Linked DNA regions of Gossypium arboreum: region 2 is linked to region 1. The links are chromatin contacts, called in public Hi-C maps. All regions are on one chromosome and are shown on one strand. Each heading gives the region's core, a stretch centred on a gene start, on an enhancer-like site or on the middle of the called end of the contact. The rest is flanking DNA. Distances are from core to core; before and after follow the strand shown.

Region 1 (4,683 bases), core at 1,119-3,618:
TAGTTTTCCTTCTCATTCTCCTTCTGTAAGTTTGTTTTGGCTATTCTAGATAACCTCAAGAGGTTCACACGCTTAATAGCACTGGACTGATCTTTATGCTTCTCCTCCACTGCTCTTCCAGAAGGTTTTGTTTGAGTTTTACAGCCAATTGGTGTACCTTTGACTGCTGTCTCGTGGCCTCTTAAAGCCATGAGAGAATTCTCATCTTTTCTTGAAGCCCCTTTTGAAACTTTTTCCCTATATTTAGGAGTCTTGCTTTGAGAAGATCTGTCACTGTTACGCTCTGAGAGACATGGTTTAGCATATAACTCAATCATGTTTTCAAAAGCAGGCTGAGGAGGGAAAGCTACCAGAGAAAATTTTGTCCTCCAAAAGGCATGTAAACAAAGCTCAAACCATTTTATTCTTTCAGCTGGATCTTTAATCAGCAAAGAATTAACAATATTGACAAAAGAAGAGCTTGGACTTCCTGGAAGTGGAGGAGTTGGATCTGAGAGAATGGATTTTACAAGTTGAGTGAATTCCTTTCCTACAAAAGGAGGCCTCCCTGTATAACACTCGTATAGCACACAACCTAGGGCCCAAAAATCAGATGCAAAAGAATGGACACCTCCATCCTCAAACAATTCAGGGGCCATATAACAAGGTGTTCCTCGCTTTGCTTGTGGCAGCTAAACAAGTGCAAATAGTAGAAAGCACAACAATGAACAACTCAGAAAGGGAGAAGAAATTGAAAAGATTTCCATAACCTAGTGAAGATTAAATTGACAATGTAATTCATGTATAGGCACAGAATGCCACAACGCCTACAAGAACCTACCATGGAAGAAGGTGTTTTAGATATATCACTCAACTTTCTAGCAAGTGCAAAGTCACATAACTGCATCGCACGAATACCAAAAGGTGAAACTCAATTGCAAAGGATGTAGGTAATAGCAACTCAATATTGCATGTTCGTAACAGGGGATAGATACCTTTGTATGGCCATTCTCGTCCAAAAGGATGTTTGACGGTTTTAAATCACAGTAAATGATTCCTTTTGAATGTAAATATCTAATAACAACAATATTTCCATTAGTAACTTACGAAAGGTGTTAAATGAAGAACAAAAACATATTACATACAATACACAAACTGCAATAATAAACGAGAAAAAAAAAAGGATGCTTACTGCAAAGCTCGGACAAGATCATAGGCCAAAAAATAAATTGAATCTTCCGGCAGTTTACCATCCTGAAATCCATAAAAAAAAATGATAAATGCAATCCTAAACTAGCATACCCGCATTCAAGATCCTCAAATCTATCTTAGCAAATGAGAACAAGAAAATCCTAAAGTTCCTTTCGTACTTAAAAGAACTTTTTTTTGAAGGCTACTTAAAGAACTGAAACATTTAGAAAAAGGGGGAAAAGGTAATCCGTGAAGTACCTGCCGTAATAAGGTCATGAGGTCTCCGCCCGTACAGTATTCCAAAACCAACCACAAATGTGCAGAAGTTTCATACCTTGATACACAAAGTAACAAAATCGAGACAACCTTAAATATGCCAAAAAAAATTCGCAAGTAATCCAATATCTAAATTGGGGAAAAAAATACCATGAGTAAAACTTTAGAATATACGGATCATTTAATGAATGAAGTATCCTAACCTGGAAGAAAAAAGGCAAAAATAGTAAAAACGGAAGCTAAAATTGCAGAATTAGCAGCTGAAGTTGTAAATAAACCACAATTACAAAAGATTCAAAAAATAAACTTCAACAAGGATCTTGTCAAATAAAAACAAGCTAAAAATACATAAATATCGGCTTAATTATCCAAATCATATCAAACTTTCTTTTTTAAAATCAAGTTACTTCTTGAAGAACTTTGTGCCGCTGTGATTTATCGACGCTTTTGATTGCGAAATACTCAATCGTCTTCTTCTTCCTTCCTTTATACACGGTCTATAAAAAACCATTGAGAACTTAAATAAGTAAAAAATGATAAAATGTAGCGAAAACGAACTCAATCGGCGACGAAAGTTTCACCGGAATCTGAGAGAATGAGAGGCATTTATTACCGAGTATTTGCCACGACCGATGACTTCGTAGATGTGATAGTGGTTCATTGTTGAGATCGGAAAACTCTCGGAGAGCAGAGGAGGGTATTTTGGGATAAAGATTGAGGATTATTGGCTTTTAGCGATTTTGCTGTCAAATGAAGGAGAGAGAACTGACGAGACTGTAGAAATAAGCGGGAAATTAATGTGAATTAAAAATCAAAAAACGAGAATACATAAATACTCGCTTCATTCCGTGCTATGCCATCCGGCATTTACAGCATGTAAAATCCTTCTCTCATATCCAACCAATATCCCGTATTTACAAAATAGAATAGAGTAAAAATATAATAATTGTTAAGTAGAAATAGAATATAAAATAAAAGAGTATGTTCAGTTCGTTGAAATAAAATAGAATAAAAATGTAATAATTATTTGGTGAAATTAAAATATATGTTATAAAATAAATAAATAGAGAATAAATAATAAGATAATGGAAGCGCAAAAAATAGCGTATTTTATTAATTAATCATAATATCTACAAAGTTTCTTCAAACTCTCTATTTATATATATAAAAAGTATTTTGATCTTAATAAACATCTACTTAATAATATATTTATAACACTTCGTTAAAAGTTGCCTTGTTAAAATTCTTTACCAGGAAACTTAATAGAACAAAACATTGATTGAACAAAACAGAATACAACATGTATTTACTCCTCCTCATGAAAACATCGCATAATATCTCATATTCTACATATTCAATCTTGAATACTAACTTTTCAAATGAACATTTATATCATCATTCTTTTGAAAATGATGAGTAAGGAAAATTTTAAGGGAAATATATTTTGATCTTTTCAGAATTTTAACAATAATCATAGCAAACTTTAATTATGATTCTTCTATAGAAATACAAATAAGTATTTTGGATCATTTTATAATCCTCTTTTAACTATTATTCACTAAGTCAAATTTATCATGTTCAAATTATTTTAATTCATATAAACGAACAATTTCCCGAGAATTTTAATATACGTCTAGCATTCTAAATCCTTTAAGGATTTTAATATAAGCTTTATTATATAGTGATTCATAAAATGTTGTAACAACAACCATTAGACGCAAGTTAAATTTTTTATGAACTACCAGATTAATAATATATCTAAAGGTTTTGCATCCACAATAAAGGAATATTATATCTTTTCGTAATCAATGTCAGGACTTAATGAAAAACTTCGGATTTTTATTTTAATTTTGCAAAACTACTTCATTTATATCCTCATTGGCTTTATACATTTAGATATTTCGACTACTGGTCCAGAAACTCCACAATTTTAGTTGTACTTGTGTTGTGTTTTCTATTTTGAACAATATATTACATATATATATATATATATATGTGTGTGTGTGTGTGTGTGTGTGTATTTTTCAATAGATTTATTCAAGCTTCTCATTTTATTTCATTATTTCAACAATAATATTGTATGAAAAACTATTATCGACCACTTTTATTATCGATTCCACATTTTCTTGAATTGACATAACTTATCGAGATATTTTATTTCCACTAGTTTAATCTTCAGTTTTAGGTACTTGAATCTCTTCTAGAGTTTTACTTATTAGTTATGTCTTGAGTCCCTTCTAGAACACCCATATTCACTATATGACGATCTAGATTTATTATTTTCTTTTATAAGAATTTTTATACTTGGAACTTGTAATGAGTTATCCTTGTTGAGCTTCTGGTTCAAATTACTCTTCCCCTAACTCATTACAAGTTATTAGTTCTCTCCCCCCTAATGTCAGAAAAACTATCAAATCAAAATAATAATCACAAATCATGTCATAATTGAATCTCTAATTTAAAACATATAATAATATAAAGAGGCTGGTAATTAATATATATTCCCAACTTTCTTTGAAGATTCACTCATATTTGTGCATTGTGGTGAAGTAATTGGAACATATATGTACATACAAAAATTCAAAGATGAGAAATATTTAGCTCTTGATTAAAAACCAATTATAATGGAAAGTATTTATAACTTAGTGATTTGATGCGTACAATATGTAAAAAAATAGTCTTATGTTGAAATAGAAAGTTTAGTCCTCGTAAGTAATGGTTTAGCCATTAATTAGAGACGTTCAATCAATAATTTCTTTAAACCATTATACGCATAAATAACAAATTTTTACAAAAAATTTTCAGACTCAATCAATAAAAGATTTATATATAAACTCATCAGTGCTATCAAGATAAATTGTCTTAATTACATTATCTGAAATTAATTATTTAAACAAACAATCTTGCAAACGATAAATTCTAAGTTGATAACACATAATTGATTATTTTGTAGATACATCTACCAAAATCATATAATATCAAAACCATCCACATGGTGGATGAATGGACTCATATTCATTTCAGAAATGCAAGACATTAAATCTCAACTTTAGCCAATAAGTTTCTAAGAATCAATTTTCATTGGGAACAAGCAACAAATTAGAATTCTTTAAATTAAAAAATCTTATGGTTCTTTAATGAATGGCCATATAAATTCTCAATTAATTTTCGCATTATATATGATCCAAGATGGTCTAACTGGTCACGCCAAATAGTAAATGCATTTGTATTAGTAAA
Region 2 (4,683 bases), core at 1,267-3,766, 170 kb before region 1:
AGTCTGGTCTATGGGTCTCTGAACCTTGCATATTAAAGAAGAAAATAAAAGATAAATATATTTTTTCCTCCAACTATAATGCTTGATAGTTTGAATTTTTTTTTTCATTTGAATCCAAGAACACCTGTCATTTAAATGATTTCCATTCCTTACTTGACAATTTACTACTGATTAAATAAAATTAAAATTTTAATCTGGGAGTGAGTTAAAGATTAAAAAAGACAAGCAATCTTGTGATTATGTTGGATTGTGTCCTACTAATTATGTTTTTTTAAAAATTTGAATTTAGATCCCAAAGCTGGATTAACCAAAAAGGTAGTAAAGTGAAGATTTCTTAGATCCCAAAGCTTGAAACCTAATATATGTAGTATATTTTTATATAAATATAACACAAATTATTGTATATATCAAAATACTTAACTATGAATAATTCACGTGTAGGTGGTGTTGTAAGTGCAGTATGGGACTCTAAAAGGAGAAATAAATAAATGAAAAAGCGCCAATTAAGTAATTGGATTGCAAGGCAGTCTCAAAACAGACAAAACATGTTTACCTAAACACCTGTTTCTATATGTTTAATCATACAATCAGCCAACATGTGATGGATTCTAATTCTTCAAATGAAACAAAAAGACACCAATTTTTTGGTCATTCGGTCTGCCTCACATGCCACGCACCTACTATATCATGTGACAACCGATAGGATCATCAACATATCCCCGGCCGGTATAGCGTCCCTTCATTTTCATAATTCATTATTATTTGGCGTTTGTAGATTTTAAAAAATAATAAATTATTTTTTATAAATTAATTTTCTTTGTTAAAAATTTTATCTATTTATGTTATTAAAAATTGACTTGTCTAACGAAATAATCAAATAGTAATACGTGATGTGCTACATGTATGTCATGTTGATGTATAAAGATCAATTTTTAATAATAGAAATTGATGAAATTTTTAACAGAATAACAAATTTATCTCTTTCTGAGTAAAGTGTATAAAATGTAATCTCACTCCTACTATAAGAACTTCTATGGTACTTTTATTTAGGGTGTTCAAATGGTAAGTTCGATTAATACCCAAAATCGAATTGCTCTTAACCAAAATTTATATATTTTTATTTTTGATTAAAATAAGTATAAAATATATAAAAAAACATTACTAATATTCATTTTCTTTTTTTAATAGTTTAAAAAAATTAAATGGAAATGAAAATAACAAATAAGACATTAAAAACACTACATAAATCTTAAAAGTTAACAACTAAACAAATAGTTAAAAATTATATATAATTTATATTATTTATTCAGTTAATTATTTAATTTGATTAATTACTCGATTTGAACTGAATTAACTAATAATTAAAATTTTAAAAATTATTAATCGACCTCCGATTAATTAACCGAATTAAATTAATTTAGTTGATTAATTCAATTTTAACTGAATTATAAACATCCCTATTTTTCCTATATCATTCTCTTTAAAATTTGATGTAATACTTGAAAATAAATGTTTAAAATTTAGATTTAGATTGAGATTAATTTATTATGTAAAGCATAAAATAAATAGTACTCAATTCACACCATTATTAAAATTTAAATCCAAATTTTAAAATTCAAAGTTTTCACTAAAGGATTTTAAAAGCCATGATAGCTTTAATAGCGAAGAACAACACATGATTCATGATTCTCAATCATACACTGTAGTTCGGATTTTATTACAGTAGCTAGCTAGATACATTATAATGATGCACCATGGCAGTTGAAACAAAAAATAATAATAAATGAAGGAAGATGAGCAAATTAAAGAGTAAAGTATTACAATCAACAAATGAATTTACAGTAGGTGCAGTAAGCAGTAAGGTACTACCAGAACCGAAAAAGTTGTCAAGTGTAGAGACGAAAGCAAAAATATTGGAGATGAAGAAGAAACCGGCAATGGTCCGAACGGTTCGAACGCGGAAGTTGGACCGGGGGCGATGAAATCGTCGGGGTTAGGGGGACTTGGGGTGGAAGGGATGGTTGGCATCGATGAGCCACTAGTAGGCACCACTCCACCAGGAGATGGCAACAAAGGAGCAATATCAGGTGATAATGGTTGGAAAGGGGACAATGGAGGATCCGACACTGATACTGGTGATGCTGATATCGTTGGGGTATCTGAACTCAGCCGAGAAGCTAAAGATGGCAAAGGTGATGAAGCAATGAAATACATGATCATGATGGGTAGTAAGAGAAAGCAAAAGGAGGCCATTTCCTAATGATGAAGAAATCAAGGTTGAGTGTCAAATGTTATATATAATATGTGGGTAAATGAAGAAGGGGTTGTAGTGAAGAAAAGCAAAAAGGAAAGGTGGGAGAAAAAGGAGTGAGGCTTTAGGTAAGAGGCAGTAGGGAGTGATGATGGAGTCCCTTAAAAAGGAAAGACTAAGGGTATCTCTATTGAGACCCAAATTGTAACGTGGCAAATTACAAGGGGTCAGTGGTGAGAAAATACAGGTTGGCAATGTAGAAAAGAAGACAACAGAAAAAAGATTAGTGATTTTTTGTTTTTTTGGTGTGACATGTTCGTTAGCTGATGATTCTTCCTTTACAGCCCGTGACTTCGGCAAATCCTTATATTTTGGCTAATCAATTTCAACTGTGCTTAATTTTTATAGGAATAATGTTAAACCCCGCTTTTAATATTTATATATTTTATTAATTTACTCTTTATTTTCTTTTTAAGTTAAATTTAATATTTAACTTTTTAAAAAGAGTTAAATTATTTTTTAATGTATATATTGACTATATTGTTAATTTTTAATAATGTTGGTATAAGAACCGTATATCACTCCATATATATTATCATGTTGACATAATATTATTTGTCTTATATGTCATATCAATAAATAATTTTAAAATATAAAATAAAATTATTTAAAATTAAAAAATATAAAAATTTTATAAAAATTTAAAAATTAGTATGAACTACATGTAGATTGTTATTCGAACTACTATGTTTAAAAATTTAATATTTTAATTAATATTTTTATTAGGAAACAATAATTTAATTCTTTTTAACAAGTTGATGGTCAAATTTAATTATTTTAAAAATTAAAAGGTCAAATTTAATTAAAAAAAGTGAGAACAATTTTTTAAAATTTGAAATAATCTTTTTTTCTCATGTAAGGGTTTCTTTTCATTTATTTTAGTTTTTCGTTTGAATTGAGGAAAGTTTAAATTACTCTAAAAGTTTGTTTCCCACCTCATGATAGTATTGAAAAGTTAAAACCCTACAGTCTGGTACACGATCATTTTGAAAAATAATGAACATAATAAATTATACATTTAAATATTATTAATATAAGATTTAACTGGTATCCAAGAAAAATGATTTTACCAAAAAAAAATTACTAATATAAGAAATTATACATTTAAACAAATATTTAAATTTGAATTATTATACACGTGTGGACCTTTAATTATTTCATTTTGTGTATATGTTATATATGGATTTTATCTAATTTTTATATATAATATTCAAGTAGAAGATGGGATAACATTATTTGAATCCATGATAAATGGGTGTTTGGCAAGAAATTTAACCACCGCTCCATTTGAATCAAGTTTTGTCCCTTGTTCTTTGTACTAATTTGATTTTACATTATACAATCAACCATCTCTGTAATAGTCTCCGCTAAGATACATGCATGGATGGGGTAGAATTTATTAAAATTAATTTAATTAAGCTGTTAATTTTCAAATTAGGAAGATCAATTGACTTGCGATGAATTTTTGCATGGAATCTAAGCATTTTTTAGTTGAGATGTCTACATACCGTTCGAAGAGTTATCTCACACTTTGAATCATTCGATTTCGACTCCAGACGCTTAAGTTATGACCATTTTACTAAAGACTGTGCGATCAAAGTTTTTAGACGATTTATTACGAGAAATTACGAATTTTAGGTTTTAATTCAAGTTTAAAGCATATTAAGTTCGAGTTTAATGTCTAATTCTGATTATATATGATTACCGATATTTTATCTATTAAGTTTTATTATTTTATTATTTATTTATTTGAATTTTAGGATATTTTAAATATTTAAAGTTGTTTAAGAGTTTTATATTTCTTACTCAACAAGAAAATTTAGTTATACTAAAACTATTATTTAGATTAATTAGAGTTTCATTATACCTGAAAGTTTTTTTGAATATAATCAGTTAACCTATATAAAATCCTCTTCATAATTCATTAAAAGCATTGATTCATTCATTAATAAAATTTTCAGTTCTTGAAGTTAATTTCTTTCGTACAAGATTGCTTTCTTGTAATTTTTATAAACGATTTTTCTTCTGGATTTTCTTTAAGGAGACATGGGAATTCATTATTCATCCTTCAATTTGTTAAGGATTATTTATTGTAGGGTTGATTAGAGTCATTAATTAAATTTGTTGAGATTTATATTTTAAAGGGGTTCAGCTGAACAACTATCTTCTATTCATATCCATCGATTTATTTGATCCATCTTCATTATTTTAATTTTGGATTTCTTTATTTATCTATACTTTGACTCTTTATTTTTTATTCTTGAATTTTTTTAGTTGTTTTTGTTTTCTTTAGTTCTAAATTTATTTATTTCTTTTTTCAAGTTCGGTCTGAATCTTTTCAAGATAAACAACTTGAATATGATTTTGGTCTT

The links. A called contact is a pair of places that touch in the nucleus more often than the background predicts.
Region 2: a Hi-C map of leaf shows a contact between it and region 1, with 2.6 times the contacts expected there. The contact joins the promoter of LOC108486162 here to the promoter of LOC108486953 in region 1. A contact is called at or near these places in 2 of 5 Hi-C or Micro-C datasets (both in leaf).

What each region holds. Positions count from the first base shown.
Region 1 is chr10:101,556,820-101,561,502 of ASM2569848v2, reverse strand. It overlaps LOC108486953 (serine/threonine-protein kinase RUNKEL-like), which reads right to left and starts at 2,368. Exons shown (of 11, transcript XM_017791122.2): 1 at 2,060-2,368; 2 at 1,854-1,943; 3 at 1,597-1,649; 4 at 1,429-1,504; 5 at 1,172-1,233; 6 at 975-1,053; 7 at 821-880; 8 at 1-671. The coding sequence starts at 2,107.
Region 2 is chr10:101,727,444-101,732,126 of ASM2569848v2, reverse strand. LOC108486162 (classical arabinogalactan protein 25) reads right to left here and starts at 2,516. Exons shown (of 1, transcript XM_017790037.2): 1 at 1,607-2,516. The coding sequence starts at 2,253. The coding sequence ends at 1,837.